Linked DNA regions of Mus musculus: region 2 is linked to region 1. A link is a contact called in public HiChIP or PLAC-seq data. All regions are on one chromosome and are shown on one strand. Each heading gives the region's core, a stretch centred on a gene start, on an enhancer-like site or on the middle of the called end of the contact. The rest is flanking DNA. Distances are from core to core; before and after follow the strand shown.

The links. HiChIP or PLAC-seq counts read pairs in DNA pulled down with a chosen protein or histone mark.
Region 2: a contact with region 1 is called in an H3K27ac HiChIP or PLAC-seq map of microglia, with 5 times the contacts expected there. The contact joins two enhancer-like sites. A contact is called at or near these places in 7 of 484 Hi-C or Micro-C datasets (CD8 T cells, embryonic stem cells, liver and 2 more), 8 of 115 datasets of contacts at active chromatin or transcription factors (bone marrow-derived macrophages, craniofacial prominence, embryonic midbrain and 4 more) and 1 of 9 other capture datasets (embryonic stem cells).

The regions. Positions count from the first base shown.
Region 1 is chr8:108,907,152-108,910,969 of GRCm38.p6, forward strand. The region is part of intron 4 of Zfhx3 (zinc finger homeobox 3); the gene reads left to right. Among named protein-coding and RNA genes, the nearest start is that of Mir3108, 28 kb to the right of the region's middle. Within about 2 kb of position 2,085, at least 14 of the 459 cell types and tissues checked have an H3K27ac peak or open chromatin away from gene starts, as enhancers often do. A contact at or near this core is called in microglia, where this site is marked.
Region 2 is chr8:108,681,933-108,685,750 of GRCm38.p6, forward strand. It overlaps Gm42043 (a long non-coding RNA gene), which reads right to left. Exons shown (of 3, transcript XR_879166.2): 2 at 587-704. It also overlaps a transcript of Zfhx3 not described here. Among named protein-coding and RNA genes, the nearest start is that of Gm42043, 9.8 kb to the right of the region's middle. Within about 2 kb of position 1,974, at least 2 of the 459 cell types and tissues checked have an H3K27ac peak or open chromatin away from gene starts, as enhancers often do. A contact at or near this core is called in microglia, where this site is marked.

The DNA.
Region 1 (3,818 bases), core at 835-3,334:
TCATCAGCAAACCTAACAGAGCTTAACACAGACACAGACACAGACACAGACACAGACACAGACACAGACACAGACACAGACACAGACACAGACACAGACACAGACACAGACACAGACAGACAGACACACACACACTGCCCCATGGGGCTATTTTCCTCGATGGATCTATAAGAAGTATAAAATGGAACAGACACAGTTTTTTGGCAGCTTAAAGATAAAAAAAACTCCAGGTAACCGCTATCAGGTAGATGCACACATCTGTGCCCTTGTTCTTGGCTCGTGGCGTGCATGAGGATGCACACCCCCCCACCATGAGTAGCTGAGGACAAGAGATGCTAAGTTGCCAGTTGGTATCTGTGGTAGGCAAGCCACACGGCCTCAGGGGGCAGCCTTGGAGCTGAGGAATTTTTACCCAGAATCCCTGAGTGTTCTAAGTCGCCTCTCAGGGAGGCTCCCAGCTGAACTATCTGGGATGGGAGGAAGTCAGCGTGTAAGGGTCAAGAGGCCATACTCGGGTATGTCATTAGGTGACTCCATGCAGGATCAGGGTGTGACGATGCGGTGTGGACACGGCAGCCCAGCGGTCTCAGAGAGTCACCTACTCGTAATGTCTTTGGTCACCTCTCAGGGAAGATGGCTAAATGTGCCGGAGGGGGCTGGGCAGGGGTGACAATGAGCCACCCTTACAGTTCTATAGCTTGGAAGGAGAAGACAAGAAACAAGCTGGGAACAGAACAGCTGTCTGTCTGTCTGTCCATCTGCACAGCCCGTTAGTTAGAAGCTTTTGTCGCGTCAGAATTTTAACATGGGATTTTTCTTATTTGAAGCCTTAGGAAGTCATCTTTTCTGCCATGGGGTTTGACCTCTCTTGCAACATAAAGCGCACACACTGTGCCTGATGTCTGTACCCAGTAGAGGTTTGCCATTGATAAGAAAGTGCCCAGAGCATCGGATACGCTAGGCCGTTTCCTCACCTTGTCCTCGTCGTGCCAACCAAGCCTGAAAGAACAGAAGTGATTGGCTAGGTGCAGAGAGCACGTGAGTCCTGGAGTCCAGGGCCTCTCCACTCAGGGGCAGACGAGGACGATGGAGAGAGGACAAAGCATAGCCTCCTGCCACCCTCCACAGAGATGCCAGCCACCCTCCATGACACCCCTGCCAGGCAGAGTGTGTGAGGTGCCTCCCACCTGCCTGGTGGGCCTTTCCTTGGGTTAATTAGGTTGCAAACAGGAGAAAGACAGAGCTTTAACCCTGCCTTCAATGTAAGCAGGTTGGTTATTTTGTTTTTCAAAGAAGAGGTCCTGCGTACAATTAAAACTTGTTTCTGGTAAACCTCATTCCAGGAAGGATGGGCTTTTAACAAAGGCCTCTGACAGCTGCAGGCTATTTCATTTTTTTTAATGCCGAATGAAAAATCAATACATTTTTCTGGGTTATACATATTCAGAACAGGCCTGATATTTCCATTATAATGGAAAGCGGGCGTCTGCACACCTCGCCCGCCTGTCAGAGCCGCGCCATCACATTTTCTAAGCCACTGCTAAATATTTCAAACCTGATTTGATTGTGGTTCATGACAGCTAATGTTTCTCAGCTCTTGAGCCTGCCGACAGGCAAACGCACCCTCTCCCCCTCCGCCGTGCGCCACCCCACCCCCTGCAGCCCCCCATAAAAGGGGATGAACGATTTCATTCTTCGGGGATCACAGATTGGTGTGTTATTTAAGTAACATGTTCGTGTGAGAGCCTGTGGTTCAGACACCCCGATTCTTAGGAGAATTTACAAATTTCTATCATATCGAGGCGTGGTGGGGGCTTTGTCAGGTTTGAATTAATCTACATTATCCTGTTAAGAGTTAGGAACAGAGGGATCAGTCTTAATCATTGATTGACTCCCCTTTCCTTCAAGCCTGTGAGCGATCTGTAAAATACCCGCAATGGACGCGTCACTCGACCCATCATGGGGGGTGGGGGTTACTTATTTTTAACTGGGACGCTCTCGTGGGTGACACTTGGGGAGCATGTGCTGTAGGCTGCTGGCTGTTTTCTGGGTTTGGCTTCTGCCTTGTTCCTCCTTCCACACACCCAAATCCAGGATGCTTATGAAACTCATACAGATCCCCACAGAGCTGCCAGCTGACAGACTGCCTCCTTCAGGAGAAATCACGGGGGGGGGGGTAGGGGGGACTCTCGTTGTCACCTTGATCAGGAGGGAGGAGAGAACTGTAATGGTTTACATCTGTGTGGAGCAGAGCTATGTGGGTGGGGTGGGTTTTTTTTTCCCCCACCCTAGGTCTGTGGTGCTATGTCCTCAACCCCCTAGACTGCTTCTTTTAGGGTCACCTGAGGGCTCTGTCCTTCACCTCACCAGAGGCTGAGAGTGACTAGAGCAAGATGGGATGGCCCAACAAGGGGAGTAAGGAGGTGTCTACATCTCTGTCCGAAGTCATCTTTTACTTGGCAGTGGGAGGCAGATGGTAGACCATCTGGAAGACCGTGCTGGTTTGCACAATTTCCTTGCATCTCTGGGCTGTGGGAGAGTTCCCATTGGTAGAGTGCTCAGGCATGGAGCCCCTTTTCAACCCCAAGCATATGGAGTGGTGGCTTGCTTGCTTGCAATTTATTTATTTATCTATATATGTATGTATTGTGTATGTATGTATGTATGTATGTGTATATATATGCATGTATATGTGTGTGTGTATGTATGTGTGTATGCATGTATGTGTGTATGTATGTATGTGTATATATGCATGTATATATATGTGTGTATGTATGTGTGTGTATGTATGTATGTGTGTGTATGTATGTATGTATGTGTGTATGTATGTGTATATATATGCATGTATATATGTGTGTGTATGTATGTGTGTGTATGTATGTATGTATGTGTGTATGTATGTATGTGTATATATGCATGTATATATATGTGTGTGTATGTATGTGTGTGTATGTATGTATCTATGTGTGTGTATGTATGTGTGTATGTGTGTGTATGTATGTATGTGTGTGTATGTATGTATCTATGTGTGTGTATGTATGTGTGTATATATGTGTGTATGTATGTATGTGTGTATGTATGTATCTATGTGTGTGTATGTATGTGTGTATGTATGTATGTGTGTGTGTATGTATGTATGTGTATGTATGTATGTGTGTATGTATGTATGTATGTGTGTATGTATGTATGTGTGTATGTATGTATGTATGTGTGTGTATGTATGTATGTGTGTATGTATGTATGTGTGTGTGTATGTATGTATGTGTATATATGCATGTATATATGTGTGTGTGTGTATGTATGTATGTATGTATGTGTGTAATCCCAACTCGAGTGCAGTGGAAGCATTGGGCTGAATGATTAACAGCAAATCTGAGGCCAGTCTGAGACTTGGGTCAAAAAAAGAAAATTTCCCCTTCTCAGTTTGGCATGAAAACACATAAGATTAAGAGGAGTTACCCTAACTCGAAGGTCAGGGTTGGGCACCACCTCCGAGGTGGGTCCCAGCAAGGTTTTAGAGGCCCCTCCCCTGGTACCTTTTCCAAACCCAGAATTGTATGGGGTGGTCTGGGCTTTGCTGCCTGCCGCTGAGAACCGGGGCTGGGGTGGAGGCGACCTCCTTGCCCACGTCTGTCACAGCCTTGAGGAAGGGTCCCCGCCGTGCCCTGGTTAGGATGGTGAAGTATCATTTCTTGACTGCTCCGAGGGAAAACCGGTTGCAAACTGTCCACTTGAGCTTTGAGGGTGTCATGGCTGCCGTGAGTGTTGGCTGGAGGGAGAGCAACCTGTTCCCCTGAGCCAAGGACAGAATTTTCCAG
Region 2 (3,818 bases), core at 724-3,223, 230 kb before region 1:
GGGAAAGAAAGAAAGAAGAAAGAAAGAGAAAGAAAAAGAAAGAAGAAAGAAAGAAAAATATAATTATTCATCTGATGCTCTTTCAACTATTTAAAGGAAAGTTGCTATGTTAGCTACTGTGACGCATTTAAGGATGCCTGGGGACTTTGATAGCTAGTCTAGAGTATCAACAGGTAGATAATGACAAGACAACGCTCCTACCACCTATGTGGTAGAAGCTCACGGTCACAGCCCATTACCTGAGCCCATGCTCTGAAGTGCATGCGCAAATGGAGTTTTTGACATTAGTTCAACCCAGGAGATCAGGGAAGTGCAGCAGACAAAGAGTCAGTTAACCTGATGCTTGTGGATGTGTCCTTTATCAGAGGGGAAAAGGACTAAATGTGGGCTTGTGTGTCGCCATTTCTTATCATCTGTATCAACATAGAAGAGACTATCAGTATTGTGGCATTAAGGTTTTGTTTCTTTTTTTTTTTTCTTACTCCGTGTGTGTATGTGTGTAGTAGTCATGAAATCTTGTTATAGAATTAAGATCTCAAGAGATTTTTTTTTTATTTATAGGACGGAGCAGTATACGAAACCCTACCATGTCAAATGTAGCATGGTCCCACATTCACCGGTTCATTCATGGTAGGTCTGGCTCTGCTCGGAGTGTATCTCAGTGGTAGAGTGCTTGCCTCTCCGTGTAAGGCCCTGAGCAGTACCTAAGGCACAACAAAACAATTAAATAATTACTTACTAAAAATTCACTTCTATAAACGTAGGCAACGAGTTGCATGGGGAAAGTCTTGGACCGTTTCTATTTTCAAACCTCTGGTGCATCTAAGAACCAATCGGTGATGCTGGGGAGGTGGCTCGTCATATAAAATTCTTGTCAATAAATAAAAAATAAATAAATAAAAAATAAATAAAATAAAATAAATAAAATGCTTGTCCTACACACATGAGGACCCGAGTCTGGATCTACAGCACCCATATAAAAAGTCAGGCTCAGACTATAGCATTGGGAAGGCAGCAAGAAGAGGATCTCTGGAGGTTACTGGTTAGCCATTGTAGGCATCTGGAAGTGGTGCATTCCAGGATCAGTGAGAGACCTGGTCTCAAAAAATAAGGTGGAGAATAATTGTAGAGGATGCCTCACATTGACCTCTGGCCTCCACATATACATACATACATACATACATACATACATACATACATGAACACACACACTACATGAGGAATCATGTAAACAAAGGAGTCAAGCCAGGCATAGTGGCACACACCTTAAATCCTAGCACTCAGGAGGAACAGGCCAGAAGATCTCTATAAGGGGCCAGCTTGGTCTAGACAGTAAATTCTAAGATAGCTGGAATTGTGAAGTCCTGCCTCTAAATAAGTAGATATTTGGGAAATCAAGAAGCCATTGTCATATTTTCTTAATATGTAGGTGTATGATGCTTCTCCAGACTTTCCTATTCAGCAAGTATAAAGTGAGGCCCAAGACTGGGACTGTATTTAAATATCTCAGCAGAGGCTGCTACAAACTGTGTGTGTGAGGAGCTCCCGCGCTCACACCTCAAGAGCTGCCTCCTAAGCATACAGTTGCATTGAGCAGGGTATAAGGAGGAGAACAGGAGATGTGAAAACCTTACTCTCCCAAGGGAGTCATGAAAATCTCAAGGTTTTATAGCTAACTTTTTTTGTTTTGTTTTTGCTTTTGTTTGTTTGTTTGTTTGTTTGTTTCAGACAAGGTTTCTCTCTGTAGCCCCTGCTGTCCCAGAACTTGCTATTTAGACCAGGCTGGACTCTAACTCAAGAAATCCCCCTGCCTTTGACTCCCAAGTGCTGGGATTAAAGGTATGCACCACCATACCCGGCTCAGGGTTTATACTAGATCTTGAATCAACTCTCTGAGACTCAAAGAGGAAACAAGACAGCAGAGGACCCCAGAACCTAATCATGTGACCAACAGTTGAAGGAAGTGACAGTCACTCCGAAATATCGCAAGATAGAAAAAGAATCATCCGAGTCAGGAAATTAAACTTGTTCTGGGTGGCCTCACAAGATGACCAAGAGAATCAATTTAGACTCAAAATAGCAACCATCCTTCTTGAGTGGTCAGAGCCGTCAACCGCACTGGAGGGGTTCAAGATGGCCGGAGAACACGCTTAAATGAATCATTAGATTGGAGATGTAGCCCAGCTGGAAAGCATATAACTCAACATGGACAAGAATCTGACAGCACCAAAAATTATACATAATAAAAAGTTCTTTTAGCATTGCTTAATGAATAAGAGGATAACACACTGAATAGGTAGAAGAATCAAAACATCTGCTATTTGTGCTGTTGAGGATCAAACTCAGGGCTTAGTGCATGCAAAGCAGGTGCTCTACCACTGAGCAACACCCTAGGTCTCTGGTTTAGTAAGAGAGAATAGAGTATAGTGTTCTGTGCTGGTTAGTTTTATGTCAACTTCATACAAGCCATAGTCATCTGAGAAGAGGGTACCTCAGTTGAAAAAAAAAATGCCTTCAGAGATCAGGCTCTCAGTGAGCATTTTCTTAGTTACTGATTGAAGTGGGAGGGCCCAGCCTAATGTGGGCGGTACCAGTCTGGGCTAGCTGTCCTGGGTGGAAAGCAGGCTAAAGAAACTATGTGGAGCAAGCCAGTAAGCAGCTTTCCTCCATGACCTCTGCTCCTGCCTTCAGGCTCCTGCCCTGTTTGAGGTCCTGCCCTGACTACTTTCAGTGATGTACTGTTAAATGGAAACATGAGTGAAACAAACCCTTTCCTCTCTACATGGCTTATGGCCATAGGTTTCAGCACAGCAATAGCAATCCTAAGTAAGAGGCATTGAAACAAAGAGATAGTAAAGACAGATAGGAGAGGGGCTGGCTGTGTAGCTCAGTTGGTAGAACGTTTGCCTAGCATACACAAAGCCCAGGCACTGTGTAAGCCAAGCATGGTAGTGCAACTGAAATCCCAGCCCTGGGGAGGTTGAAAGCTGGGGGGGGGGGGGATTGGACATTTAAAGACAGAATGTGAGAAGAGTCTTCCACTGCCCTAGAGCTTGCCAAGAAGTCAAGGCTAGGTAGCACACCCAAGTGTGCTGGGATTACAAATACATGCAACCAAGCACATACTTTACAGATACTGTGTGTGTGTGTGTGCACACACACATTGGCTATTTAAGTCAGGGTCTCTCTTTCTCTCTGTGTAGCCCTGGCTGTCCTGGAACACTCTCTGTACACCAGGCTGGTCTCAAACTCAGAGATCCACCTGCCTCTGCTTCCTGAGTGCTGGGATTATAGGTGTGCACCACCACTCCTGGCTTCCTTCTTTTTTTTTAAAGACCAGAGTTCAGTTCACCACATAAGCCAGCCTAGCTTGAAACTTACTATGAAGCCCAGACTGGCCTGAAACTCTTGGCTATCCTGTTCCAGGTTCCCCAGCAGGGAGATTACAGGCATATACTACTATGCTTGGTTTGTTTCAGAGCTCGTGAACAAGTGTCTGTCTTCCTTGAAGTGAAAATCCCAAACCCTAAAGATAGACAGAAGTACCCAAGACACCAGAAAATTAATTTTGATCATATCACCATTGGACTCCCATTGCAATCTTCACAGAGTTGGGTTTTTGGTTGTTGTTGTTTTATGATTTTGAAGTTGTGTCCATGCATTGTATATTCTGGAAATGTTGAATTTTTACTAAGCTCAGAGATTTCAGGAAATTTGTAACCCTTGGGGTCCGCTATAATTTACAGTAAGAGCTAGAAACACTAAGGTCCTTCATATATTTTTCTCATTTGCTTCCTAGTAGGTTTGAAATGTTTCTG